Regions from separate parts of the Mus musculus genome. Here region 1 is linked to region 2. Evidence: chromatin contacts called from public HiChIP or PLAC-seq data. All regions are on one chromosome and are shown on one strand. Each heading gives the region's core, a stretch centred on a gene start, on an enhancer-like site or on the middle of the called end of the contact. The rest is flanking DNA. Distances are from core to core; before and after follow the strand shown. Region 1 overlaps Vkorc1l1 (vitamin K epoxide reductase complex, subunit 1-like 1). Region 2 overlaps Sumf2 (sulfatase modifying factor 2).

What was found. HiChIP or PLAC-seq counts read pairs in DNA pulled down with a chosen protein or histone mark.
Region 1: a contact with region 2 is called in an H3K27ac HiChIP or PLAC-seq map of embryonic stem cells, with 5 read pairs. The contact joins two enhancer-like sites. A contact is called at or near these places in 1 of 484 Hi-C or Micro-C datasets (the Patski cell line), 1 of 115 datasets of contacts at active chromatin or transcription factors (embryonic stem cells) and 3 of 9 other capture datasets (adipose tissue, liver and pancreatic islet).

What each region holds. Positions count from the first base shown.
Region 1 is chr5:129,961,844-129,968,216 of GRCm38.p6, reverse strand. All of the region lies in intron 1 of Vkorc1l1 (vitamin K epoxide reductase complex, subunit 1-like 1), which reads right to left. Among named protein-coding and RNA genes, the nearest start is that of Vkorc1l1, 23 kb to the right of the region's middle. Within about 2 kb of position 1,621, at least 28 of the 459 cell types and tissues checked have an H3K27ac peak or open chromatin away from gene starts, as enhancers often do. A contact at or near this core is called in embryonic stem cells, where this site is marked.
Region 2 is chr5:129,862,921-129,869,671 of GRCm38.p6, reverse strand. Sumf2 (sulfatase modifying factor 2) reads right to left here. Exons shown (of 9, transcript NM_026445.2): 9 at 5,721-6,751. Phkg1 (phosphorylase kinase gamma 1) reads left to right here. Exons shown (of 10, transcript NM_011079.3): 5 at 146-211; 6 at 2,647-2,810; 7 at 3,386-3,476; 8 at 3,602-3,755; 9 at 4,572-4,697; 10 at 4,983-6,241. The coding sequence ends at 5,231. Among named protein-coding and RNA genes, the nearest start is that of Phkg1, 13 kb to the left of the region's middle. Within about 2 kb of position 4,996, at least 35 of the 459 cell types and tissues checked have an H3K27ac peak or open chromatin away from gene starts, as enhancers often do. A contact at or near this core is called in embryonic stem cells, where this site is marked.

The DNA.
Region 1 (6,373 bases), core at 372-2,871, 100 kb before region 2:
TAGCCTCAAACTCAAACTCTCCTAGCAATCCTCCTGCTTCATTCAGCCTTCCTATGGTTGGGTTTACATGTGTATGCCACTCGATCCAGGTATAATTCATTTTACTCACAGATTATCCCAAAACAAAATCCCAAATTTCCATTCTGCATAAAATTCCTGCTAAGCCAGGCAGACATCTTTAATCTCAGTATTCAGGAGGCAGAAAGAGGCAGGTAGAGCTCTATCAGTTTGAGGCCAGCTTGATCTACAGACAGAGTTCCAGGACAGCCAGGGCTACATAGAGAACCTCTGTTTCCAAACACACACACACACACACACACACACACACACACACACACACACACAAAATTAATTAATTAAAAATAAATAAATAAATAAATTTCCTTCTGGCTCCTCAGTAGAAAAATGCAGGCTATGGGGGCTGGGAAGATGGCAGTGAAGAAGTGCACTGCTCTTGCAGGGGATCCGAGTTTGATTCCCAGGATCTGTGTCAGGTGCCTCACAACTGCCTACAATTCCACAATGAGGGTATCAGAAAGCCTCTTCTGGCCTCTGCTGGTGCCAGGTATTCACACATAACACAGGAAAAACATTCATATTCAAAAAACATGTTAAATACATTAAAAAAATAAAAATTAATGTTTTGGGGACATTTTCCTGTCTGTAGATCATCATAAAGTGACAAAGTAACCTAGAGATCTGGGAAAAGACTTTAGAGAGATGAAAGACTGTTCAACCCGGGCTTGGTGGTGTGTCTGTAGTTCTAGGCATTTGGGAGGCTGGGGTGGGGTCAAGGTTTTAGATGACAAATTCAAGGTCAGTTTAAGAAACACAAAGTGGAATCTCATCTTTTAAAAACCATCCCACCTAGGAAGCATGTCTTGACAAGTTTAAAACAGAAAGTGCAGAGCAGATACAATCTAAAGCAACAAAAGCTAAGTAGTAAAGTTCTTGCTTGGAACGAGGCCCTGGCTGTGTCTTGGTGTGGTCACCTTTCTTTCTGCTGAGCTTCTTGGAATGGGTGCGTCGGAAGTTTCCCTTCTCTTAATCCTTTCAGGGGCTCCAGATGCACGTTAGATTGCTTTTGACTTAAACTGTTGCCCCTGGTACAGTGCCTGATGAGTTATTACTATTTCCAGTTTTCTAACTTCCATTTCTGCTTAAATTGTTACATCTTTATAGATGCCTTCCTCATCTGTGTTCTTTACCATCTCTAAATGCTTTTTTGAATAAAATATACATTTTTACCTCCATTTCTTCTACCTTCTCAAACAAACAAACAAACAAACAAACCCATTAATTGTTTCAAGGTCTTTCTCCAGTGTGTTATCTCAGAGACTGTTTTTTCTCCTCATTTGAAGCACTTCCCTGGTTCTTTCTGTGCTTGGTAATTTTGAATGCTAAAATACCGCTTTCTCTTTTTCGTTCGAGGTTTTTTGTTTTGGCACACAGTGTTAAGCTGCTTGGGATCAGCCTTCAAAATTGCTTCTGTACTGAGAGGGTGGGTGCAGCACAACCTTTAATTAGGGCTGAGTTAGCCTCACCCCAGGGCCATGCATACCCTTTGATGGCCTGCAAACACTCCAGCTAGTAGGAACAATCTATGTCCAACTCTGTGTGAGGTCCTGGATCACTTTGCCTAAGGCTTTCCCAGTGCTGAAGTACTCCCTCTCAAACAAGTTCAGATCAGTGCTAGACCTAGACCCTCTGCCTGTCTAGAGTTCTTTATATCTTTTTCACTTAGGTAATCTACTCCCAAATTTTCTTCCTTCTCTCCTACTCTAGCCAACTTTTATGTCTAGCTTCCCAACCAAGTTAAGACCATCAACTTTATTTGGGGTCCTTTAATTCATTCTGCAGCCTGCAAACTTCTATATGAACTGACAACCCAAGAGCTCAGGTTTGCTTCTTTCTCTGAGAAATCTCTGCTCAGTATTACCCAGTACCTACAAACGGCTATCTTGTATGCTTACTGGTTTCTTTTTCTTTTAGTGTTGAGGACAGGACTAAGGATTGCATTGCCTAGGCAGTACACTATATATACACTGAGCCAGTTGTCTGGGCTTGGTGGCTCTGGCCCAAGTAGGGAACTCACTACCCTCACAGTTGCTCACCATAACACCTGGCTTGTTCTTTGAGATAGTCTCACTGTAGCAGACTAGCCTCCAGTTTGAGAGGTTCTTCCGCTCTCACCCTTCCAAGTGTTGGCATTACAGGACAAGGCCACTATGCCCAGCTAGTTTTCTGGTTTCTTTTCTTTCCTCTTTCCTACTTCTTTACAGGGAGAGGCAGCGACGTGGGTGTCAGAGGACAATTTGCAGAAGTCAGTTCTCCACTTTGAACATGTGAGTCCCAGGAACTGAACTTAGGTCATCAGATACCTTTACTCCCTGAGCCACCCATCTCACCAGCCCTGTTTGCTGCTTTCTTAAGGTAGCAAAGTATGATGAGTACGGTCAACATCCCAGGATTTAGACTTTCCTGGAAGATGGGCCCCTGAGCATGCCCGTAAGGGATCCTCTTGGTTATGTGGATTGGTGTGTAAAGACCCATTTTAACTGGAGGTTGGACTAGTCCTTGATCTATATAAAATGGGGAGAATAAACTGAACTCGGGCATTCATTACTCTCTGGCTGCAGACAAAGCATCCCTGATGTTTCAAGTTCCTGCAGACTATAAGCTAGAATAAACCCTTTCTCCCTTAAGTCACTTTTGTCAGGATGTCTTGGCACCACAACAGTTTTCCTTCTGGAAACTAAGCCAGGGGGTTAGATTCAGCCCTAGTTTTTCTGCTCTTGCTAGATAGAATATTGCAAGTCAAATGGTGATGCCTTCGGTTCACATCTAAAGCCTTTGTCTTACTCAGCCCAATGCACCCTCTTTGTAATGTCCAAGCAATGAGTTCCCTCCTTTCTCCTGACATTTGCTCCACTTTCATGTCTAATACTGAACTCTCTCCTTCATAGTGCCTTAGTGCCTTGGATTTCTTCACTTAGCAACAGCACAGAGAAGAAAAACAAACTTTAGAATGTAATCAATTAGTTTTTTAAAAAATCAAGTCTATCCTTTTTACTATATACATAACCAGAAAAATAACCAGAAGTTAATTCCTTTCCAATGTTAAGATGACCTGTTCTGGGTATTTTAATTGTTATTGTTTTATTTATTTTGACACAGTTTCTTTGTGTAGTCTGGTTGTCCTAGAACTCTTTTTTGTGGACCAGGATGACTTCAAACTCAGAGATCCACCTGCCTCTGCTACAGACCCACTGTTCTGGGGTTTTGTTTTTGGTTGAGTTTTTTTTTGTTGTTTGTTTTTAATGTACAGAAGTGCTCTGACTTCAGACACAACAGAATCGGGCACTGGACCCTATTATAGATGGTTGTGAGCCACCATGTGGTTGCTGGGAATTGAACTCAGGGCCTCTGGAAGAGCTTCTGAGCCATCTCTCTAGCCCCTGGTCCCCCTCCCCTCATTCTAATGATGCACAGCCCTCCAATAAGCCTCAGTCTTTAACTGTTTCCTTTGTTTCCATACCCATCCATAAACCCTGCCATAGCAAGGCTTGGGGGTGCATGCCTATAAATTCTAGCGCTCAGGAGGCTGAGGCAAGAAGACCACAACTTGAGGCCAGAAAGGACTACATAGTGATATGATATTGCATAAAACCCAATTTAAAAAACAAAACAAAACAAAAACACTAACCAAAGCCAGACTTACCTACCATAAACAATTCACAGGAATTGCAGTGAATACTGCAGAGGGAGTTAGAAGAGTGGTCTTAAAGTAGTATTAAAAGCCACTTTTTTCCAGGTCAGACATTCAGAAATCATCAAATATGAAGCAATAACCCTGGCATAAAAGATTGTGTAGGGAGAAAGAAGTTGATATTGAGGATAGGCCCAAAGCTGGATAAGCCCAGAGGAAAAATTATTGAGCAGGTGGGGAGGATGGGGATACAAGTCTGCCTTTCGTCTTGGTGCCTATTGATATAGGAGAAACACACAAATGAGGCTTCAAACAGCATTTTAACAGAAGCTATTCTGACAAATAACTTAACAGTCAAAATGGTTAATTGGATAATGAACACCAGTCATCAACTTTCTAACCTCAGAAACGGGCTCTGAATGCTGGTATCTTTTTTTGTTTGTTTGTTTGTTTTTTGAGCTAGGGTTTCTCTGTATAGCCGATGGTATCTTTTAATATTATTTTAGAAGTGGTAAATAAAAGAACAAGGTACAGAATTCAAAAGTTGTAAAACAGTATGGATGAAGTCTGAGGCATTAGATAAAGTAAAATAAGCTTTTCAGCCTGATGTGGAGCACATGCCTGCAATCTCAGCACTCCGAAGGCAGGACGGCCAGGAAAGACTGAGCCTAGCCCTGCTGCATGAGACCTCCTTCCAAAACAAAACACAACACAACTTACTCACAAAACGACAACTACTAAGTAAGCTTTGCTGTACACATTTTACCTCTACTTTTAATTTTTTTCACTATTCAATTCCTGAAGTTTTATTTTACTAAACTTGTTTTTTTTTAAACAGTCACATGTAGCCCAGTTTGCCTTAAACGATGTAGCAAAAGATGACTTTGAACTCCTGATTCTCCAGCCTTTACCTCCCAAATCCAAGTAAACTCCATGTCCAGCTTAAAGTTTTATTCTCATTAATTTTGTCTCCTCCTCCTCTTTTTCTTCCTCCTCCTCCTCCTCCTCCTCCTCCTCCTCCTGCTTCTCCTTCTCCTTTTTCTATGCGCCTTTTGAAACAGGACATCATTCTATAGCACAGACTTGCCTCAAATATTTGGCAATCCTCCTGCCTTAGCCTCTTGAGTGCCGGACTAATTAAAGGTATAAGCTACCACACCCAGACAAAGGCTTTATTTTAGTTCTTGGTTTCTCTAGACAAAGAATCTCGGTAGCCCCGGCTGTCCTGGAACTCACTCTGTAGACCAGGCTGGTCTCAAACTCAAAGAGAAACACCTGCTTCTGTCTCCTAGAGTGCTGGGATTAAAGGAATGTACCACCACCAACCAGCTACCAGCTACAATCTTAACGTTACAAAATACTATACCAAGAACATATCTTTCAATTTTGCCTTCCAGCCAGTTCCAGACCTTTGGATAATACATTCTACTCCCTCAGAGAACTTCTCTATATGCTTGTATGTCTGTTATTAAGAAGAATACATGTAGACTTAAGAAAAAGAAAGAACTCACATAAATATGAGAGATTCCAGGGAGGAAAAGAAGGCCTCATATCTTTTAAATGAAACAAATTACACAGAAGTATACTACTTATTAATAGTAATGTATCTATTGTTTATGTTCTTTAGTCTTTTCATGTAATGTATCTCAGAGACTTCTGAATTAGTTCATATACGACTACCATTCTCATTATAAAGGCTAATTCAACATATGACCAAATCATCATTTTCCTTGTTTTTCTTACTGACAGGCATTAGGATTTGTTCAAACTTTTATGATAAGCAATACAGCACTGCCTGAACCCTTTTTAACCCCTACAAACACTGTACATATGCCTACAACGGATTTACTGAATCACAAAGCAGTTGTCTTCTCATTACTACACTAGTGAACAGTAGTTTTCACATATGAGTTTTATAGGTGGCCCTTGTAAGCTCTACATCTGCAGGCTAAAATATCTGTGGACAAAAAATACTTAGGGGGGAGAGGGGAGGAAAGTGGAGGTGAGGTTTAACTAGGCTTTAAGTAGCTATAATCCTAGCTCCTTGGAAGACTGAAGTAGGAGGATCACAAGTTCAAGGCCTGTCTGGGCAACTTAGTGAGACTCTGCTTCAAAATAAAAACTCAGCTGGCATGAATCTAACTAAAACACCTGCCTAGCACAACTAAGACCTTAGGTTTAGTATCTGATACCATAAAGAAATCTGTACTAAATGTATACCGCTGGGCAGTGGTGGCGCACAGGCTGTAGAGAGACGTGCACTGGCTGCTCTTCCAGAGGACCTGGGTTCAATTGCTAGCACTCACAGAGCAGCTCACAACTGTCTGTGACTTTAGTTTCAGGAGATCCAACACCCTCACACAAGCAGGTGAAACACTAGTGCACATAACATAGTATCATTAAAAAAATAAATAAATCATTAAAGACAAGTTTCAAAAACAAAAAAAGAATTAAACAATGCCAGTACATATTTTTAAAAAAGGAAAAAGAATGAATAAACAAACAAACAAACAAACCATGCCTGGCTGTGGTAATGCACACCTTTAATCCCAGCAGTCCAGCATTCAGGAGACAGAGGGAGATGGATCTCTGAGCTCTTGGCCGACTGGTCTATAGACTGAGTTCCAGGACACCCAGGACTACACAGAGAAACCATGTCTCAAA
Region 2 (6,751 bases), core at 3,747-6,246:
TCCCAGACAACTCCTCTACGCCCTTCCCAGGTTCCTTTCCTCAGAGGAACAGTCCACCTCGCCCTCGGCAGCAGCAGGGTGGGAACAACACAGGTCTGGGGACAAGTAAGGCGCTGGTGGTCTTGGAAACGCTTTGTTCCCACAGGATGAAGAGAGGGGAACTCTTTGACTATCTCACTGAGAAGGTCACCTTAACCGAGAAGGAAACCAGGTAAGGCGCATGCGCCTTCTGCACTAGTACTAGCATCAAAGCGGTCTGGCGGGAGGCCTGGCGTGCGTGTTTTAGCTGAGGTCATGCTGGCTTCTGGGATCTCCCAGCTCCTTGGCTCAATCTACATTCTAGATGCTAGACCGTACCCAGCCTATCCTAGCTCTAACATCGTATGCAGTGTGGTTAGCATGTGGGCTTTGGCTTCCCTGAATCTTCTCTCTGTTAAGTGGAAGAGGAACATATAGGGGAACAATCAGTTCTGTGGTATGGAAAAAGTTTTGCACAATTCTAAATTCAAAAATTAAGCCATGGGGCTGGTGAGATGGCTCAGCGGGTAAGAGCACCGACTGCCCTTCCGAAGGTCCTGAGTTCAAATCCTAGTAACCACGTGGTGGCTCACAACCGTCTGTAATGAGACCTGATGCCCTCTTCTAGGGTGTCTGAAGCCGCTACAGTGTACTTACATATAATAAATAGATAAATCTTTAAAAAAAAATTAAGCCACTATTCTTGGAGAGATGGGCCAGCAATTAGAGTACTTGTTATTCTCACTTAAAAAAAATATTTTATTTATGTTGGGCGGTGGTGGCACACCCTTTAATCCCAGCACTTGGGAAGCAGAGGCAGGCAGACTTCTGAGTTTGAGGCCAGTTTGGTCTACAGAGTGAGTTCCAGGACAGCCAGGGCTATACAGAGAAACCCTGTCTCAAAAAAACCAAAATAAATAAATAAATAAATAAATATTAAAAAAATATTTATTTTTATGTATATGAGCACACTGTAGCTGTCTTCAGACACACCAGAAGAGAGCATCAGATCCCATTACAGATGGTTGTGAGCCACCAAGTGGTTGCTGGGGATTGAACTCAAGACCTCTGGAAGAGCAGTCAGTGCTCTCAACCTCTGAGCCATATCTCCAGCCCCTTTGTTCTTGATTTTTTTTTTTAATTTTTATTAGGTATTTAGCTCATTTACATTTCCAATGCTATACCAAAAGTCCCCCATATCCACCCACCCCCAATCCCCTGCCCACCCACTCCCCCTTTTTGGCCCTGGTGATCCCCTGTACTGGGGCATATAAAGTTTGCAAGTCCAATGGGCCTCTCTTTCCAGTGATGGCCGACTAGGCCATCTTTTGATATATATGCAGCTAGAGTCAAGAGCTCCGGGGTACTGGTTAGTTCATAATGTTGTTCCACCTATAGGGTTGCAGATCCCTTTAGCTCCTTGGCTACTTTCTCTAGCTCCTCCATTGGGAGCCCTGTTCTTGATTTTTGAGATGGGGTCTCACTATGTAGCCCTGCCTGGCCTAGAACTTGTTGTGAAGGCCAGGGCGGCCTTGAACTCACAGAGATCTGCCTGCCTCTCTGCCTGCAGCGTGTTGGCATTAAATACTTGCGCCACCCATATTGATGGCTCACAAATGTCTGTGACTCCCGTTCTAGAGGATCTGGGGACCTTCTGCCTTCTGACCACCTTGGGCACCACATAAATGTGATGGTTTATATGTACACTCAGGCACACACACACACACACACACACATTAAATAAATAAATGCACTCTATTTTTTTAAAAGAAAAATAAAAGAGTCAACGGGCTAGACATGTCTCTTAGTAGTATGATGCTTGCCCGGAATGGATAACGCTCTGAGTTCCATCCCTAGTATCTGGGAAAAATACAAAACAAATAATTAAAATAGATTGAAGAATGGTGATTAATATCTGTAGCCTCAACAAGAGGGAGCCTGAGGCAGGAGGATTATGAGTTCTGGGTTAATCTGAGTTTCATGTGACACCTTGTTTCAAAAAGGGAAAAAAGGAGTAAGCCAGCTGGTGTTTGCCTAGAACTAGCATGCTGAGACATTTCACTTTCCAGCACTGCAGAAACTGGCCGGGGCGGCATATAACCTTCAATCCCAGAATTTGGAAGACAGAAGCAGGAAGATCAGGAGTTTAAGGTCACCCTCAGCTACATAGTAGGTTAGAGGCCAACCTGGGCTACAGGAGATCTTGTAACAATAAAATAAAATAAATAAAAATAGCAGGGTGTGGTGGTGCAAGACTTTAATCCCAACATTTGGGACGCAGAGGCAGGCCGATCTCAGAATTCAAGGTCAGCCTGATCTACCGAGAGTGTTTCAGGATAGTTGTGGCTCCGTAGAGAAAGCCTCTCGAGCTGGAGAGATGGCTCAGCAGTTGAGAGCACTGACTGCTTTTCCTGAGGTCCTGAGTTCAATTCCCAGCAACCACCTGGTGGCTCACAACCATCTGTAATGCCCGCTTCTGGTGTGTCTGAAGACACTGACAGTGTACTCACATATATAAAATAAATACATCTTTTTTTTTTTTTTAAAAAAGAGAAAGCTTCTCTTAAACAACAACAGCAACATAAATAAACTAAAAATAATAAGCCAATGCCATGCATCTCCCTCCAGAAAGATCATGCGGGCCCTGCTGGAGGTGATCTGTACCCTGCACAAACTCAACATTGTCCATCGGGACCTGAAGCCGGAGAATATCCTTTTGGATGACAACATGAATATAAAGCTCACAGACTTCGGGTTTTCCTGCCAGCTGCAGCCAGGAGAGAAGCTCCGAGGTCTGGTACTATGTATGGCCTTGGCCCATAAAGAGGCCTCAAGGGTAGAGATTGCATGATTTTCTCCCCAGAATAAAAATTCTAGCATGTCAGTGGCTAATGAGATGGCTCAGTGGATCAAATGAGGACACAAGCATGAGGACCTGAGTTCGAATCCCCAGAGCCCATGTAACTCCAGCAATAGGCTGGCAGCTAGGAGGATCTCTCGGGGTTGCTGGCTGGTCTGCCTGAATCAGTCAGCTTCAGGCCAGTGAGAAATCCTGTCTCAAAAAGCAAGGTGAAAGCGGGGCGTGGTGGCGCACGCCTTTAATCCCAAGCACTTGGGAGACAGAGGCAGGTGAATTTCTGAGTTCCAGAGTCAGGTTCCCACCACCTGAGCTCCACGCCCGGGTGCCTAAAAGGACCTAGGAATCCACAGGTGACCCTCCGAGCCTGTGTAGTCTGCTGTTACTATTGAGTGTAAAATAGGAGAGCCCTCCCAAGCACTGTTTTTGTCCTGTCTCTTGGATCTCTTGGGTAACTTCTTCCAAGGGAGGGCCCCTGGTGTCCTGTCCTGATAGCAGCCGTTCCCGCAGAGGTTTGTGGGACTCCCAGTTATCTGGCCCCTGAAATCATACAGTGCTCCATGGACGACGGCCATCCTGGCTATGGGAAGGAGGTGGACATGTAAGTGATCTGGGGGACCTAGGGGGTTGGGGGGGAAGAGGTGGCCTGACTCCAGTGAGACTACTCCTGCATGCTTCCCCTACCCGTGAGGCTAAAGGTGACACGAGGCCCCGCCCACCCTCCAGGTGGAGCACAGGCGTCATCATGTACACTCTGCTGGCTGGCTCCCCGCCTTTCTGGCACCGGAAGCAAATGCTGATGTTGCGGATGATCATGGACGGCAAATACCAGTTTGGCTCACCAGAGTGGGATGACTACTCTGACACAGTGAAAGACTTGGTGAGAGGCCATGGCCGCCCGCTCCCCAGATGTCAAGGGACAGGAGCATGTTCCAGAGTGGAGGGATCACTGTATCTGTCTCAATAATGTTAATAAAATACCTAGCAAGGGGCTGGTGAGATGGCTCAGCAGGTAAGAGCACCCAACTGTTCTTCCGAAGGTCCTGAGTTCAAATCCCAGCAACCACATGGTGGCTCACAACCATCCCTAACAAGATCTGACTCCCTCTTCTGGTGTGTCTGAAGACAGCTACAGTGTACTTACATATAATAAATAAATAAATCTTAAAAAAAAAAAAAAACAACCTAGCAAAAACCACTGAAGGGCCAGGAAATGGTGGCACATGCCTTTAATCCCAGCACTTGGAAGACAGAGGCAGGCGGATTTCTGAGTTCGAGGCCAGCTTGGTCTACAAAGTGAGTTCCAGGACAGCCAGGGCTACACAGAGAAACCCTGTCTTGAAACGCCCCCCCCCCCAAAAAAAAAAAACCTACTTAAGGAAGGAAGGGTTTGTTTATGGCTACAGATCTGTGAGGACCATCCACAGTCAGGAAGCAGAGGGAGATTAATGTTGGGGATTAGCTAGCTCATTTTCTCTTTTCCATCCAGGGCCCCAGCCCATGAACTGGAACCACCCACATTTAGGGTGTAGCTTTTCACCTCAACCTGTGTGAACAATCCCTCACAGACAGGTCCAGAGACCTGCTTCCATTGTGGTCCTAAATCCTAGCAAGTTGGCAATCAGGACCGACACTCACCCCCCGGTGTTTTCCAGAACGCTGCCATGATATTCTCAGGTCCCTTATGTTCTCCCAGGTGTCTCGATTCTTGGTGGTGCAACCTCAGGACCGCTGCTCGGCGGAAGAGGCCTTGGCACACCCTTTCTTTCAGGAGTACGTAGTAGAAGAAGTACGGCACTTCAGCCCCCGAGGGAAGTTCAAGGTACTGAAATTTAACCTTCCCTAAGGCTCTTGGGGGAGGCTGCTGTTGGCTCCTGCTGGCACCAGGCTCTCAGAGCTTTAAGCTATGAGGGAATGCCTTGTACCCACTGTTCCAATTCAATTTCTGGTTGCAGGGGATGTCAGCTAACCGACCCTGTTACCTAAATCCCTACAGATGCTTGTAGCCTGGGAATAGGGGACATCATGAAGGGCACCCCCAAAGCCAGCTAAGGTTTCCCGACAAGCTTTGCTGCGGGCTGAGGGTTCTAAGTGCTGCCCCCTGCAGGTGATCTGTCTAACTGTGCTGGCATCAGTAAAGATCTACTACCAGTACCGTCGGGTGAAGCCGGTAACCAGGGAGATCGTCATCCGAGACCCCTACGCCCTTCGGCCGCTGCGGAGGCTCATTGACGCCTATGCTTTCCGTATCTACGGCCACTGGGTGAAGAAAGGGCAACAGCAGAACAGAGCCGCCCTCTTCGAGAACACGCCCAAGGCTGTGCTCCTCTCCTTGGCTGAGGAGGAGGACTTCTGAAGGGCAGCGGGGGCCCAGGGGAAAGCAGACAGAGGGACTTGTGAGAAGAGGATGCCCCAAGTAGCCTTCTGCAAAGGAATAGGTGGCCCTACTCTGTGCTCTCAAAGGCTTGCCTCTAGAAGCACAGGGTGTTCCCAGTAAACAGCAGTAATTACAGCTGGAGCTGGATGTGCTGTGGCATGTGCCTGTTGCCCCGAGACAGTAGGATCACGGGTTCTAGCCCAGCCCGGGAAGTCTAGTGATGCTTATTTCAAAATAAAAATGAGGCTGGGAATGTAACCCTGTGGTGAGTGTAAGGTCTCCAAATTCAACCTCTGGTACAGCTAAAATAGATAATAAATAAATAAATAATAAATCCAACGCAGCTGAGACCGTGATAGGCAGAAATGGAAGGGCATAGAGCACATGTATTCTGGGAGCTATAAGCCTTCTGGCTTCTCTACTGTGCACCTTTGTTGATGTCTATAGTTTTCTTGTTTTTTTTTTTAAGATTTATGCATTTTATGTATGTTTTAGCTGCATGCATTTTATGTAACCCACATGCATGCAGTACCTGTAGAGGTCACAAGAAGGCATCAGAAACCCTGAAACTGGAGTTGTATAGATAGCTGAGCCCACCTTGTGGGTGGTAGGAATTGAACCCCTCCTCAGCAAGAACAGGCGCTCATAACTGTCTAGCTAAAGTTATGGATATTTGAGGAAGTGAAAGCAGGAGTTCAAGGTCATTTGTGGCTACACAAGGAGCTTGAGGCTAGCCTGGGCTACATGAAACCCTATCTCAAACAACAATTATATTGTGCTTCCTGATATACATAAGAATTTATTGACCTCGGGCTGGTGTGATGGCTCAGTGGGTAAGAGTACCCGACTGCTCTTCCAAAGGTCCAGTGTTCAAGTCCCAGCAACCACATGGTGGCTCACAACCATCCGTAACGAGATCTGATGCCCTCTTCTGGTGTGTCTGAAGACAGCTACAGTGTACTTACATATAATAAATAAATAAATCTTAAAAAAAAAAAAGGATTTATTGACCTCATAAGATCCAGTTCTTCTTCAGGGACATGTCTGCAGGATACACAGAAGGCCCTACATGATTAGCTAACTCTCAGAGAAGGTTCTGGCATTTGTCTTCCTAGAGGGGCACTGACTTTGGTTCTCCCACAATGCACATCTTCACTTCATAAATCATTTGCTTTACTGGGGCTTTTAAATAGTGGGCGTGGTGTGTAATCCCAGCAGGACCCAGGAAGCTGAGGTAGGAGGATCGAGAGTTCGAGACCAGCCTTGCCACATATTGAGTATCTCGTTTCAGAGGCCAGCGAGGCTAGGTTCTGGCAGCAAGGCTTTGGCACACCTCACAAAGGAAGCATTTTCCTTCTGCAGAATTTCCCAGAAGTGAAAGCTGAACCAGCCAGGGAGAAAGCAAAAAGGGAGAGAGTTTAAAAAATGTCATCTTTTGGACACTGGAGGGTTTGGTTCCTTTGTCCTTAATACTGCACTTAAGAGACAGCCCAGCTCCC